Linked DNA regions of Mus musculus: region 1 is linked to region 2. A link is a contact called in public promoter capture Hi-C data. All regions are on one chromosome and are shown on one strand. The core of a region is the stretch at or near the end of the contact, and the rest is flanking DNA. Distances in the headings are between cores, read along the strand shown.

Region 1 (7,378 bases), core at 173-2,672, 370 kb after region 2:
TTGAGGAGCATTTTTTTCCTCTTAAGAGATAGTGTCTTGGTATGTAGCCAGGCTAGCCTTGAACTCAAAACAGTTCTTCTGCCTTGACTTTGTAGTGCTGGAATTATAGAGGCTGTGCCATACCAACTTCCATGAAAACTGTATGCAGTCTAAAGAGATGCCCCAGTGGTTATTTCTCCAGAGAATCATTTCCTAGCACGAATGTCAGGCATCTCACAACTGCCTGTAATTCCAGAACTGGGAGGTCTAATGCCTCTGCCTTTTGGAGCACCCATACTTAACATACATGCACGCACACGCACATACCACACACCACACACACACATGCACCCACACACAGAGCTTAAAGACAATGTGTCTGCCATCTGACCTGCTTTGCCTTTATTTAATACAGGGCCTATTAAAGACTATAGGATGGGCTGGAGAGGTGGCTCAGCTCTTGAGAGCACTGACTGCTCTTCCAGAGGTCCTGAGTTCAGTTCCCAGCAACCACATGGTGGCTCACAGCCATCTGTAATGGGATCAGATGCCCTCTTCTGGTGTGTCTGAAGACAGCTACAGTGTAGTCATATACATAAAATAAATAAATCTTTTAAAAAAAAAAAAAAGCTTTAGGAGCCATATATAGTGTCACAAACCTTTAATGTGCATGGAGACAGAAACAGGCAGGTCTCCGTGAGTTCAAGGCCCACTAGTGCTGCACAGTGAGACCCTGTTCAAAAACAAAACAAAAAAGTCTAAATAACCTAAACTTTAAAACCTTTTTATTTTTATTATTTCTATAGGTGAGTCAGAATTACTAATATCAGTCATTAGTTAAGGGGTGAAGTTTTCCTAGCAGACCTGAGGCCTTGTAGATGAATGATCTTTCTTTTTTTTTTTTTTTTAAATTTATTTATTTTTATTATATGTAAGTACACTGTAGTTGTCTTCAGACACTCCAGAAGAGGGAGTCAGATCTCATTACGGATGGTTGTGAGCCACCATGTGGTTGCTGGGATTTGAACTTCGGACCTTCGGAAGAACAGTCGGGTGCTCTTACCCACTGAGCCATCTCACCAGCCCGAATGATCTTTCCAACATTAATTATAAAACTGAAGAGACAGGCAAGCTACTCAGCCTCAGTTTCCCCAGGGGATGATTTTTTTCTGCTATCTGGCAGCTTTTTGTGCCATCGTTTGGGACTGGGGACTGGGTGTTTCTAGTCTTGTTCTGGTGTCAGGGCAATGCTGGCCTCGTGCAGTACGTTTGAAGCATTTTCTCTAACGTTTTTTGAAGAGTTTGAGAGGATTGGTGCTAGCTGTTCATTAGGTGTTCAGTAGCTTTCTCCTGGTCTCTGTTCTCATTGTCTTGCTCTGGGCACAAACTCAGATACTTATGGGCGGGCAAGTCCTGGCCAGGCTGACAACTCTGTTTTGTTATGTGATTAAGCTCAGAGGTCACTCCTCTCATGTAGGTCACCTCAAATGGCCTTGGCCATTCCTGACAGGGTTTTCAGAATGCAAGCCTGTTATGTAACATAAAACAGACCAGACATAAGGAAAGTCTGGGTTAACTCCATGCAACTGTAGATTACTTGTGTTTTCTAGGGACACTCCTAATTAAAATAAGAAACAAATGATACTTTCCAATAGAGTGTATAAAACCAGCACATATACCATGGCAGAGAGCCCTCTCTCTTAACTGATTCAACTCAGTAATAGTAGTAACCGTGCCAACAGAGAAATGGGAGAGTACCTGCCTGGCCAAACTGACAACCAGAGCTCAGTAGTCAGAGTGAAAAGAGGGCACTACACACACTCCAGACTTGGCCTCTGATTCCCACAGTGCACTGTGACATGTGCGCACATCACACACACACACCAATAATAATGATTACAGTTTAAAAATAGGGGCTGGAGAGATGGCTCAGTGGTTTAGAGCACTGACTGTTCTTCCAAAGGTCAAAGGTCGTGATTCAATTCCCAGCAACCACATGGTGGCTCACAACTATCTATAAAGGGATCTGATACCCTCTTTTGGGGTCTGTCTGAAGACAGTGACAGTGTACTCACATACATAAAATAAACCTTATTTTTCTGTACTTGGGTACTTTTGCTTGCCTGTATGTATATCTCTGAAACATATGTTTGCAGTGCTGTGGAGGTCAGACAGGGCATCAGCTCCCCTGGAGTTGGAGTTACAAATAATTGTGAGCTGCCATGTGAGTGATGGCAACCAAACCCAGTCCTCTGTAAGAGCAGCCACTGATCTCAACCTCTGAGCCAGCTCTCAGCCCCCTTTAAAATACGCACTCACCATGTCATTAAACTGTGAGAGTGTCACCCCCAAAATGTCCTAAGGCCCTAGGTTAAAGTGTTACTATCATTTAGAAATATAAGCCAGTATTTTTTGTTTGTTTGTTTTTTGTTTTTGGTGTTGTTGTTGTTGTTATTTCTTTTTTGAGACAGGGTTTCTCTGTGTAGCCCTGGCTGTCCTGGAACTCACTCTGTAGACCAGGCTGGCCTCGAACTCAGAAATCCGCCTGCCGATTATTAGACATCTTTTGTGTGACTAATCTCGTCCCCGACTCTGTAGTTTAGAAGGATGATGAAGACAAATCTTTTTAGGAAATCCACCCCAGATTAAAAGATTAAAATGTTGGGCTAGAGAAGTGGCTTCATGCTTAAGAACATGTATTGCTCCTGTACAAAACCCCAATTCAGTCCCTAGCATCTACATGGGACTCACAACAGCCTTTAACTCCAGTTCCAGAAGACCGCTGGGATATAATATATAATAACCCTATCTGGTCTCCTCAGGCTTGTATTCTATATAATATAATATCCTCATCCAGTCTCCGCAGACACCTCTATGCATGTGGTGCACATAAACTCAGGTGTAGGCACACACAAATACATTTGAAACAAACTAAAACAAAAATGATGATGTTGTCCAGAGAGAGAGAGTGAACTTACATGTTACCTGGATGATGAGTAATTGGTTAATAGTACTGGATAAAGATAAGCATAAACCAGTGATCTGAGACAAGGTGGTACTCTCGCCAGAGATCGAGTGCAGTGATATACTGTTCAGAGTTGAACAAAGGGCGACAGTGAAAGATAGTGTAACGTGAGGACCTGTTGTGACAGGTTCTGAGTCCCTGAGGAGTAGGTTTCCAGGAGAGGATGCTCATAGCCTGTCATTCCTGCAGGAAGCTTGGGACAGGAGACCCTTGAAAATTCCAGATTGGCCTGGACCAACCTGTCTCTCATTCTCCCCCCCCCCCCCCCCGTCTGTCTCTGTCTCTTTCACTCTCTCTCTCACTGTGAACATTTTTAAAAGAAAATACAGCTCTTATTTTAAAGGGAATAAGAGATAATTTGTTCTGAGTTCAGCATGGGTGAACATGAACAGGGACTCTGATTATCCTCCGTGGCATGTTCCATAGTAGAAATGGTCACATAGCAAAAGACAGCCATAGTCAATGCTTTTATGGAAAAAAATTGTGGGGATATCAGGTAGACAAGTTAACAAAGCTTTGCGATAAAATGTTTATGAGAGAGCTGGGCAGTGGTGGTGTACGCCTTTAATCCCAGCACTTGGGAGGCAGAGGCAGGTGGATTTATGAGTTCGAGGCCAGCCTGGTCTACAAAGTGAGTTCCAGGACAGCCAGGACTATACAGAGAAACCCTGTCTTGAAAAAAACAACAACAAAAAAAAAAAACCAAAAAACAAACAAACAAACAAAAAAATGTTTATGAGAGAGACTAACAAAAGTCCAGCATATTGTGGGACTGGCTCTGCAGCATTCCAACTCTCCACAGTGAGGAAGTCAGCCAGTCCATCTGCAGAATCTTCAATGTAGATGCACAGCATGGATGATATCTTTGTTCAGACAACACTGTAATCCCGGTCCTCGGAGGCTGCGGCAGGGGGACCATGAGAGGCAACTTTGGCTACACTAAAAGCCTCAACAACAGTAATAAAGCTGGGGGGTGGGGTAGGGGAGTGGGACAAAACCACAAATAAAAACCTAAGCTAAGGAAAGGTGGGGCTTCCATGTTCCTGGTGTGTGCTTCTTTGTGTTCAGACCCATGTGCTTAAATCCACAGTAGACTCCACCTAAATATTCATTCTACTAAACTACCACCACCACCACCAACAACAACAAAACCCATAGAAACACTGAAAACAGTGTGCTGGATACCAGCAGTTCTGAGATGGCAGAAATTATAACATTACCAAACTACTCAAATTTAGTCATCCTCATGACCTGTTACAAGAAACAATTTAGTCAACAGGTAATGTCACACTGAGTATAACTGAGAGCTCCCGACAAATTACACTTATTATGTGCCAAACCTAAGTAATATTCTGCCCTGCTATTGCTCAAGGGCCCCTTACTTATCTACCCTGAACTCAAAAGGAAAGCTATAAGTCACCTTATAACCTCATGCTGTGCAGAAGTGGATGTTGTGAGCGGAAGTGCCTCATTGTGGAGAGTCGTGTTGCACACCCAGGGCCTCAATAATGCTGGGCTATCTTTAGTCGCTCTGATAACCACTTTGGGCCAACATCTTTTGTGACCAACAGATAAAACGTTTAGAAGGTATTCTTAGCAGACCCCTAATTTCCACAAACCCCAAAGCTAAGGATGTCATCAGGTAGCATTTGAGATCTACAGCAGAGATTGTCCCAACTTGCTATTAACTTGCCTAGTTCCTACCACAGCTTTTGGTAAATGCACCCTGAGTAGGGACTAGGGAAGGATTCTTGTTAGAAGTTTGAGAATAGGTTGTGGAAACTCCAGAGCTGGTGAGAAATGCTAAAGGCTGGACTTTGTGGGGTTTGGGGAGCACTGAATGCTCACCCAAAACTAAAGTTTTTGCCAATACTTCCTTTCGATCAAGAATATGAGATGAGGTGTGTGGCGACCACATCATTAATCCCAGCACTAAGGTGGCTGAGCCAGGCGGATCTCTGAGTTTGAGGCCAACCAGGGAATCATAGAACCCAGGAGCTAGAGGCAAGAGAGAATTAATTATCACAAGTTTGAGGCCAGCCTGGTCTTCCTTCCAGTAAGAGCTACATTGGGAGACTCCATCTCCAGGAAGCTGAGGAGAACAGAAAAGCTGCTTTCCTTGACGCTCTCATGGGGCTCAACGCTGGCACGATAGCCCAGGACTCTCATCCTTTCCTTTTTCTTGGAATCAGGGTCCTAGGGAAAAGAGCCCAGCATTCATACGGGGGGAAGGGTGTAAACAATATCTCAGCCCTTTGACTCCAGCAGAAGGTGCTACAGCTGGCACTTTGTTCTTTTGAACCTGCTCCGGAGGTCCCGGAACTCTGGGACTCATTGAACCATTGGGTCTCAGTTCTTTCTATAGCTGCTGCCCTAGACACAGTTTAAGCAGCCTCTTTCAGGTGGTCCTGAGCTGTCAGATACTTGTCAGCACCAGGTCGTCTCCATTGGTGTTTGAGCTGGCCCTGCTCGCTCTTGTGAACTGAAGCTATAGTGTATACTACCTTGACCAATAGGTTCTGTAGTATTGGGAAGGAAGTGTATGCATTCTTATCATAGTCTGCTTATTTGAGAACAACGTATTCCTGGTGCACAAGGAAGACTTGGCAGAACCCCCCTCACTACGGCAGGACTACTGGGCCGTGTATACATGCTGTTGGTGAGCACCTCAGAGTGAAGAGTGCTGGTGGCAGGCAGCCTGTCGCCTCTTGCCTCACTCCAGCAGCAGCGTTTCCCTACTAGGAACAGTAAGGTTAATGGTATAATAGATAGTAGGAAAGAAGTATTCAGAGTCCACAAGTGGAATTTGCTGCTAAACATGATGGTGCAGGCCTTTAATTCCAGCACTCAAAGGTAGGTAGGTGGATCTGAGCTGGAGGCCAGCCTGGTCTGCAGAGTGAGTTCCCAGACAGCCAGGGCTACACAGAGAAACCCTGTCTTGAAGACTATGGGGGTAGGGGTGGTAGGACTTTGTGTGGCAGTTATTAATTTTGTGTCCTAGATTGATTTATACAGATGGCATGTCTGTAATCTCTGCACTCAGGAAGTTGAGGCAGAAGGATCACCAGTTTGGGACTCAGTGTGGGCTCCGTTGCACAAAACAAAAAACAAACCCAAACCATGAGGTCAGAGTTTGGGCACAGGTGTCTGCAAGCTGTGCTGTGCTTCTAGCAGCACCTGACTGCCCTGACCTCCAGTAAGGACTGCAGACTGAGCTAAGCTCTCAAGTCTCCTGTGCGTGCGGGGGCTTTACAAGTGTGGCTGTGTTTCTAATTATTTATGTGAACAAATATTTGCCAATTTTTATTTCTCCCACCCACACATGTACTGGCTGCAGTATCATTTTTGCTGTATTAATAGTCGAGAGAGAATTGCTGCTCAGACAGAAATTCTTTTTTTTTTTTTTTTTTTTTAGATTTATTTATTTATTATATGTAAGTACACTGTAGCTGTCTTCAGACACTCCAGAAGAGGGAGTCAGATCTTGTTACGGATGGTTGTTAGCCACCATGTGGTTGCTGGGATTTGAACTCTGGACCTTCGGAAGAGCAGTCGGGTGCTCTAACCCACTGAGCCATCTCACCAGCCCCAGACAGAAATTCTTAATTAACTTGCTCACCTGCCCATACTTGGCCCTCTGCTGCTCATATTGAAAGCCCCTGTCCCTTCCTTGAAAGAGCTGCCCTGTATTCTCTGACCTTGTTTTGCCCCATTGTTCATTACAGTGTGAGCCACTGCTTCATGTTGTGCTGATGCTGGTCTGCCATGCTAGCCTGTCTCCCAGGACCAGGTGACCTGTCCCTTCAGCTTCTTTCTCACACGCAGATGAACACTGGACTTCAGAAATGTAAGTAGTCGGGATTCCAGGGAAGGGTGTGTGAACCTGTGCTCTGTCCTATATGAGGGCTGCCCACATCACATCTGTGGTGCATGGACCATGAATCTTGGTATTTCCAAAGTATTCATGAGCTGAGATGCAGGACAGCAGCCACAAAGGCCCTATCTTCAGTAGTGTGCGATACTTTGGTGATCAGAGAACTCAAATGCTGCAGTTCCCAGTGTGTGTGAACTAACCTGTTACTGGCAAGAGCTTTAGTGGATATGCCACAGGACCCTTCAAAGAAGGCTTTCTCTTTGAACCCTGTGAGGAGCTGAATGAAACTCATTGTCCAGCTCACTTTTGTGCCCCTGAAATAGCTATTCACACTGTTGGTGATTTTTTGATCTCTGCATACACTCTGCCATGGAAACAGACAGTCCTGGGTGTTGCTGTCTGCCCTCTGAGCCAGTGTGACTTTTGCTCTCAGAAGTGAGGCAGCTCTTGCCCTCAGGACTCAGGAACCCGCTTGCTCGGCTTCTCCAGGAGTATTTGTC
Region 2 (7,212 bases), core at 957-3,456:
GTGGGAAATGCACGCTATGACACAGGTGGAGGTTGGAGAACCACTTTGTGGGTTCTGTGGATAATTCAGGTCACTGGCTTGGGTTTCAGATGACAAGTACCTTCAGCTGCTGCACTACTGAGGCAGCCCTTTGTGACCGTCTTGAGAGCTGTTGTGTGGCTGGGTGTCGTAAGAACATCTCCATGTGCGTGTAATCTGTCAGGTGCCATCTGTACTCTGGCTTCCCGCTCCTTTTGTGGTAGGTGCTATCATTGTGTCCACTTTACGGATGAGGAGGAGGCAGCGTTCAGTGTCTCTAAGTGACTTATCTCCAGCAGTAGAGGTGTCACCTTGTTGTCCCTATGTCTCTCCCTGACGGCCAAAGTCTGAGCTTTTTACTAGGTTTATTTACTTTGCTATGTATTTAGTAGGCACTTGGTACACACGTGTTTTCCAGCATCTTATCACAGAGATCGGCAAGCATTCAGAAAAGTTAAAGGATTTTACAGCTACTGAGCTTCCTAGATCCTGCACTCACCACTTCTCCCTCTTGTTTGTCACATTCTTCTTCTTTTTTTTTTTTTTTTTTTTTTTGCCCCAATAGCTCCAGCCCCACTCACTTCGACCATACTTATTTTATATATGTGGGTAAAATCACTGTCTCCAGACACAGCAGAAGACCGAATCAGATCCCTTTATAGATGGTTGTGAGCCACCATGTGGTTGCTGGGATTTGAACTTAGGACCTTCAGAAGGGCAATTAGAGCTCTTAACCACTGAGTCATCTCTCCAGCCCCTGTTTGTCACATTTTTACCCCTTGTCCATCTATGAAATTATATAAGAAGGTTGACATGTCCCAATGCCCAAGGAAACTTAAAGGGCTCAGCATGCTCCACTCGGTCCTGTAGCTTATAGTTACTAGCTAGAATTTGGCACTTGTTTACAGTTGTTTGGGGTTTTTGTTCTTGTTTTTGTTTTTTTGAGACAGGGTCTCACTGTTTAGCTCTGGCTGTTCTGGAACTCAGAAAGTCCCTTCATGCCCTTTCTCACACATTCCTGACCGTTAGTCCCCAGGGATATCCATTGCTCTGGCTTTTCTCACCATAGATTAGTTTTGCCTGCAATAAGTAGAATCATATAACCAGGTATAGTGGTAAATGCCTATAATCCCAGCACTCAGGTGGATCAGAGCCATCATCCTCTGCTACATAGTGAGTTCAAGTCCAGCCTGGTTATGAGACCCTAACTTGAAAAAGGAAAAATTAAAAAAGAAGAAGAAGAAGAAGAAGAAGAAGAAGAAGAAGAAGAAGAAATGATATTAATGTGTGTTTTTTTTCAATGGCTTCTTTCTCATTTCAAATGCTTTTGAGATCATTCTTTTTTTGGTTTTTTTGTTTGTTTGTTTGTTTTTTGAGACAGGGTTTCTCTGTGTAGCCCTGGCTGTCCTGGAACTCACTCTGTAGACCAGGCTGGCCTCGAACTTAGAAATCCGCCTGCCTCTGCCTCTGCCTCCTGAGTGCTGGGATTAAAGGCGTGCGCCACCACGCCCGGCCGAGATCATTCTTGTTCTATGAGTAGCACTCTGTTTTATGAATGTGGCTGCACATTTGCACTGAGTGGTCCTTGTCTTCTGTCTGTCCTAAAATGATAAAGCGGCTGATTGTACTTAAGACGACTGGGTCAGAGTAACTTACATACACACTTACCTTTCCTCCACTCAAAATTAGGAAAAGCTTCCTGGTCAGGGGAGTCAGGGAAAGAAGTCAGAATGATTACAAGGCTAAAGTCCCTGGAAGGAAGGGAGAGGGCAGGAGAGTAAGGGGCAGGGCAGGAGAACTGCAGCCTAGCCTGAGGTTCTGGGAGGTGGTGGTCTCAGCTGCTGGAGCCTTTCATCTGAGGACAGGAGCCACTGGCAAGTCCAAGGAATCTAAGAAGGGTATGGAACTCAGCTCTGTAGTAAACTCAGCACAGCCGAATGAGTTCAGCATCAGAGGCAGCTGCAGCTGAACCACAAAACTGGTTCCGGAGAGGGAGGGTGCAGGCAACCAGGTAGTGGTAGACGCTCAGCTCAGCAGAGATCGGATCTGCAGCCAGGCCTGGCCACATGGGGCTGGCAGTAGGGGAAGGCTGCTTTGTGAGCTGTGGAGATAATGGTAGCAGGACAAGGGTGGTAAGTGACTCACAGCGCAGCCTCCGAAGCCCCAGGCTTGTGATGAGAGACATCTTTGACAGAAAGTTAATAGTTAACTTGTGTCCACAGGAGAGTTGGACTGTTGGAATTTCAGAGCTGGAGGAGGTCTAGATCATTTAGTTCAACCTTGAGCAAAGTGACAGGCTCAAGGTCCCCTGGAGACCTGTGGCAAACCCAGGCCTAGATACAAGATCCTTAACAGTTTTAGTCAGAGCTGTCCCCTGTGGTGCTGTTTTGGTCCTGCCTGTTGCAGTGACAGTGAGGGACAGGCTTATGCCGAGAAGAGGGGTTTATGGAAAATTACTTTTAAGGGACCTTTGCAGCTCAGAGATCCTAGAATCCTCAGACTGTTTGTGCTCATTGATGGTGCTCTGGTGCTGAACCTACAGCCAAGCCAACATTGGGTAAAGACAGCATGGCAGACAGTAGGGTTTTCCGGAGTTGGCCAGGGGCTAAGATCCCGGTGTTTGTCTCCTCCTAAGTCTCCATTTGTCTTCATTTTCTATTCATCTTGACTATCTATGCCTTTAGTGCAGTGTGGGTAGTGACCAGCCAAAGATGCCACGGCCTGGATAGGCTGGATCTGTCTGTGCCTTATTCCCAGCCGCACTTGGGAGGAGACATTCCCCTTAGAGAGCAGAGCCGGTCCAGCACTCTCTCTCCACTCACGGGGTCTCACTGAGTCTAGATGCGGCTGACCAGGTGCTTAGTAGGGGTTTATGCTTCCTGTCTTCCAGCTTCCAGGGACTGTTCATTGGAACATTTAGAAGCACAAATTTTAGTTTCACCTAGGAGGAACTGAGGCTAGAGGAGATGGAGAGATAGCTTAGTTGGTAAAGTTGGACCTGAGTTTGTTCCCCATGACTCAAGCTAAAAAAACAAACAAGCAAACAAGCCAGCATTTGTGTGGTGGAGCACACCTTTAATGCCAGCACTCAGGAGGCAGAGGCAGAAGGATCTCTGAGTTCGAGGCCAGCCTGGTTTACAGATTGAGTTCCAGGACACCCGGAGCTCCACAGAGAACCCCCTGTCTAAAAGAAACAAAAAACAAGCAAGAGGTGGTGGTGGTGGTGGTGGTGGTGGTGGTGGTGGTGGTGGTGGTGGTGGTACCAGCTATAATCCCAGAGCTGGGGAAGCAAAGATCCCAGGTGGATCCCTGGGATTCAGTGGTCCGACATCATAGCCTATTCTATGAGCTTCAGGCTAGTGAAAGACCCTGCCTGAGGCTGACCTCTGATTTCCATATGCACACATACAGAAACTGATCTCAGAGAGGGAACCGGGTTCTTGCTACACTAGATATAAAGAGCTAGTTGACCTAACCAGATTTCTTTCTTTTTTTCAAAAAATTAGTTAATTTAAAAAATTTTTATGGTCATTGGTGTTTTGCCTGCATGCTTGTCTGTGTGAGATCCTTTGGAACTGGAGTTACAGGCAGTTGTGAGCTGCCATGTGGGTCCTAGAAATTGAACCTGGGTTCTCTGGAAGAGTGGCCAGTGTTCTTAATGGCTGAGCCATTTCTCCAGCTCCCTCACTAGATTTCTTACCCTTATGAATACATTCTGTCCTGGTTTGCCTTCCTCTGATGTGATAAACACCATGACCAAAAGCAACTTGGGGAAGAGTTTCCACAGTTCATCATGAAGGGAAGTCAGGGCAGACATTCAAGGCAGGAACCTGGAGGCAGGAACTGAAGTAGAGGCCATGGAGAAGAGCTGCTTACTGGCTTTCCCCCATAGCTCACTCAGCCTGATAATTACCACTTGGGGCCTCCTCCTGCCTGGAGTGGCATTGCCCATAGTGAGCTTGACACTCCCATATCAAACATTAATCAAGAAAATACCCTACAGGCTGATCTGGTGGGGGCATTTTCTTAATTGATAATTTCCCAGACAACTCTAGCTTGTGTTAAATTGACAAAAAACCCTAACCAGGGCATATTCTATCTCCAAAACTCTGCATCCCTGGAGACTAAGCATCTGAAATGCAGGCTGTGTTCTAAATGTAAAGTGCAGACCGGGGTCTTACTTACTCATTCATGTTGAGACCAGGTTTCTTTCTCTATGAAGTTCTGGCAGTTCTGGAGCTCACTGTGTGGACCAGGATAGCCCCGAACTCACAGAGATCTTTGTGCCTCCCGAGTGCCAGGATTAAAGGTATGAACCGTCATACTCAGCCTTGCTCTGGATTTTGGAAATGTAATATGGATGAGTTAGGAACGGTTGTGCATACCTGTAATCTCAGCCGCTCTCAGGAGGCAGAGGCAGAAAGGTTCTCCATGAGTTTGAGGCCAACCTGGTCTCTGTCCTGAGTTTCAGGTCTAGCCAGAACTGCATGAGACTATCTCTCAGAACAAAAAAGCAAAATAAATAAAATACACATGCGTGTGCGCACATGCACACGTGTCTATATATCAAAACAAAACAAAATACAGAAAATTAAATATAAAATAATTTATGTTTATAAATATTTTATGTAGATTACATGTTGAGATAACAGTTTGGATACATTGTAGTAAATGGAACCTTTTTTTTTAAAGATTTATTTATTTATTATATATAAGTACACTGTAGCTGTCCTCAGATACTCCAGAAGAGGGCATCAGATTTCGTTACGGATGGTTGTGAGCCACCATTTGGTTGCTGGGATTTGAACTCGGGACCTTCGGAAGAGCAATCGGCGCTCTTAACCACTGAGCCATCTCGCCAGCCCGTAAATGGAACTTAAGTTTATCTAGTTTGTTTTTTAAACAAAGTTTCTAGTTACTGGCCAAATTTGCCTTAAATTTAAGATCCTGTCTCAGCCTTCCAAGTACTTAGAATTGTAGGTATGTGTCACCCTGCCCAAATTCACCAATTTCTTTCTTTCTTTCTTTCTTTCTTTCTTTCTTTCTTTCTTTCTGTCTGTCTGTCTGTCTGTCTGTCTGTCTGTCTGTCTGTCTTTTTGAGACAGGGTTTCTCTGTGTAGCCCTGGCTGTCCTGGAACTCACTCTGTAGACCAGGCTGGCCTCAAACTCAGAAATCCGCCTGCCTCTGCCTCCCAAGTGCTGGGATCAAAGGCGTGCGCCACCACTGCCTGGCAATTTCTTTCTTTTTAATTGTTATTTATTTATTTATTTTATGTGTGTGGGCATTTTGCTTACATGTATGTGTTTGGGCCACAAATGTGCCTGGTGCCCATGAGGCCAGAAGTGGACATTGGGTCTCCTGGAAGTGGAGTTCCAGATGTCTGTGGGTTGCCATGTGTGATTATACAGAATCAAACTTGTGAGCAATTAGCTTGGGAGTTCCTGGTCTCACTGCCTGCCTGGGCGTTGAACCTTGGCTGGTGGGAGCTTGTCCCTCAGTGGAAAGGGGATAGTGGAGGGCCTTGCCTTGCTTTGGGGGTTGGGGAGAGAGGAAATGCCTAGCCAGGGCCTGGCAATAGGCCATTGCTGGAGGGAATAAGCTCAGAGACCCTCTGTCTGGAATTCAGAGGGGAGGCATTCATGGAGAGAGAGAAATTACACTTAATTTCTAATTAGACGGTGTGGCCTACTTTTATTTTGTGTTCCCTGCTGGTTAGAACAAGAAAGGCCCTCTGGGGCTTCCCCCCTCCCCCTCCCAACCAGGTTTTTCTTACTCCTGCCCCTAATCGGGTATGCATGAGAATGGGGGTAGGTTAGGGCCCTAGGTGCTCTCACATCCTGGATCCGGCCTTCTCTCTCAGGCGGCCACAACTTTCTTCCCTAGGCTATATTTAGGCATTGGTCTGGGGAAAAGGATGTGAGTTTTTCAGGATCCTGTTTATCTAGCCGACCCCACGCCACCCCCACCTCGCAACTGTCTGTCCTGTGTGCAGTCTGGACTTCCTCTTCCTTCCCTTCCCGATTTACTTTGGGCACCCAGGGCATCAGATGGGACACAGCAGCACAGCCACTCATTTGATGACTAGCCCCTAACACATCCTTAATTTCCCAAGAGCCATTTTTCTCACCTGTGAGGACTGAATAGGAAGGGGTATGTGTGAAGCTCCCGATAAGACACATCGTAAAGCCGGGCAGTGGTGGTGCATCTCTTTAATCTCAGAACTTGGGAGGCAGAGGCAGGTGGATTTCTGAGTTCGAGGCCAGCCTGGTCTACAGAGTGAGTTCCAGGACAGCCAGGGCTACACAGAGAAACCCTGTCTGGAAAAACAAACAAACAAACAAACAAACAAACAAACAAACACACGTCATATAAATGCTAATCCCAGGTGCTAGAAAGATGGCTCTGTGGTTAAGAGCACCTGTTACTCTTCCAGAGCAGGATTCAGCTCCCAGCGTCCACATGGATGTCCATGTGATGCACATACAGACAGGCAAAACTCTCATACAAATGAATATTGTTTTAAAAAGTTGGACCCTCCAAGGTCTTTGAGGCAGGGGCTAAGGCTGCGGCTCTGGGGATACCATGGGGGGGCAGTCACGTGGGATGCCCATCGCTTCAGTGGACTGCCTGTGGGGAGGTGATGCTGCAGAGCCCCTTCCGTTTCCTTTTGTGTTCCATTTCCGTTTATGTTCCAGGTTGCAATTTGTGTTTTCTGTAAGTCAAGTCTCTCCAGGCACACCTATGCTTTGGTCTAAAGGGTGAAGTGAAATTAGAAAAAATTATGTAAATCAGGTTGCCTGGTACATCAGTAGCACTCCACAAGGGGTGACTGGTTTATCAGTATCCGCTGCCTCTGTCTGAACTGGAAAAAAACCCTGAATTTCTTTTCTCTGTTTCTACTTGCAGCTACAAGGTGGGGTCCAAAGACCCTGTGTTAAGCACTCATAGTCAGCTGGGGATACAACCCCTAAAAACAGCACACCCACCATGTTTAACCTCATGAAGAAAGATAAGGACAAAGATGGCGGGCGGAAGGAGAAGAAGGAAAAAAAGGAGAAGAAGGAGAGGATGTCTGCGGCAGAACTGCGGAGCCTGGAAGAGATGAGCATGCGCCGTGGCTTTTTCAACTTGAACCGGTCCTCCAAGCGGGAATCTAAGACGCGCCTGGAAATCTCCAACCCCATCCCTATCAA

The links. Promoter capture Hi-C pulls out the DNA fragments that hold promoters and counts their contacts.
Region 1: a contact with region 2 is called in a promoter capture Hi-C map of liver, with 1.6 times the contacts expected there. The contact joins two enhancer-like sites. A contact is called at or near these places in 2 of 39 promoter capture datasets (liver and pre-B cells), 1 of 115 datasets of contacts at active chromatin or transcription factors (pancreatic cancer cells) and 1 of 9 other capture datasets (adipose tissue).

The regions. Positions count from the first base shown.
Region 1 is chr11:78,136,364-78,143,741 of GRCm38.p6, forward strand. It overlaps Fam222b (family with sequence similarity 222, member B), which reads left to right. Exons shown (of 3, transcript NM_145430.3): 2 at 6,730-6,851. The coding sequence starts at 6,770. Among named protein-coding and RNA genes, the nearest start is that of Traf4, 25 kb to the right of the region's middle. Within about 2 kb of position 1,423, at least 11 of the 459 cell types and tissues checked have an H3K27ac peak or open chromatin away from gene starts, as enhancers often do. A contact at or near this core is called in liver, where this site is marked.
Region 2 is chr11:77,770,310-77,777,521 of GRCm38.p6, forward strand. Myo18a (myosin XVIIIA) reads left to right here and starts at 6,926. Exons shown (of 41, transcript NM_001291213.1): 1 at 6,926-7,212. The coding sequence starts at 7,007. Within about 2 kb of position 2,207, at least 64 of the 459 cell types and tissues checked have an H3K27ac peak or open chromatin away from gene starts, as enhancers often do. A contact at or near this core is called in liver, where this site is marked.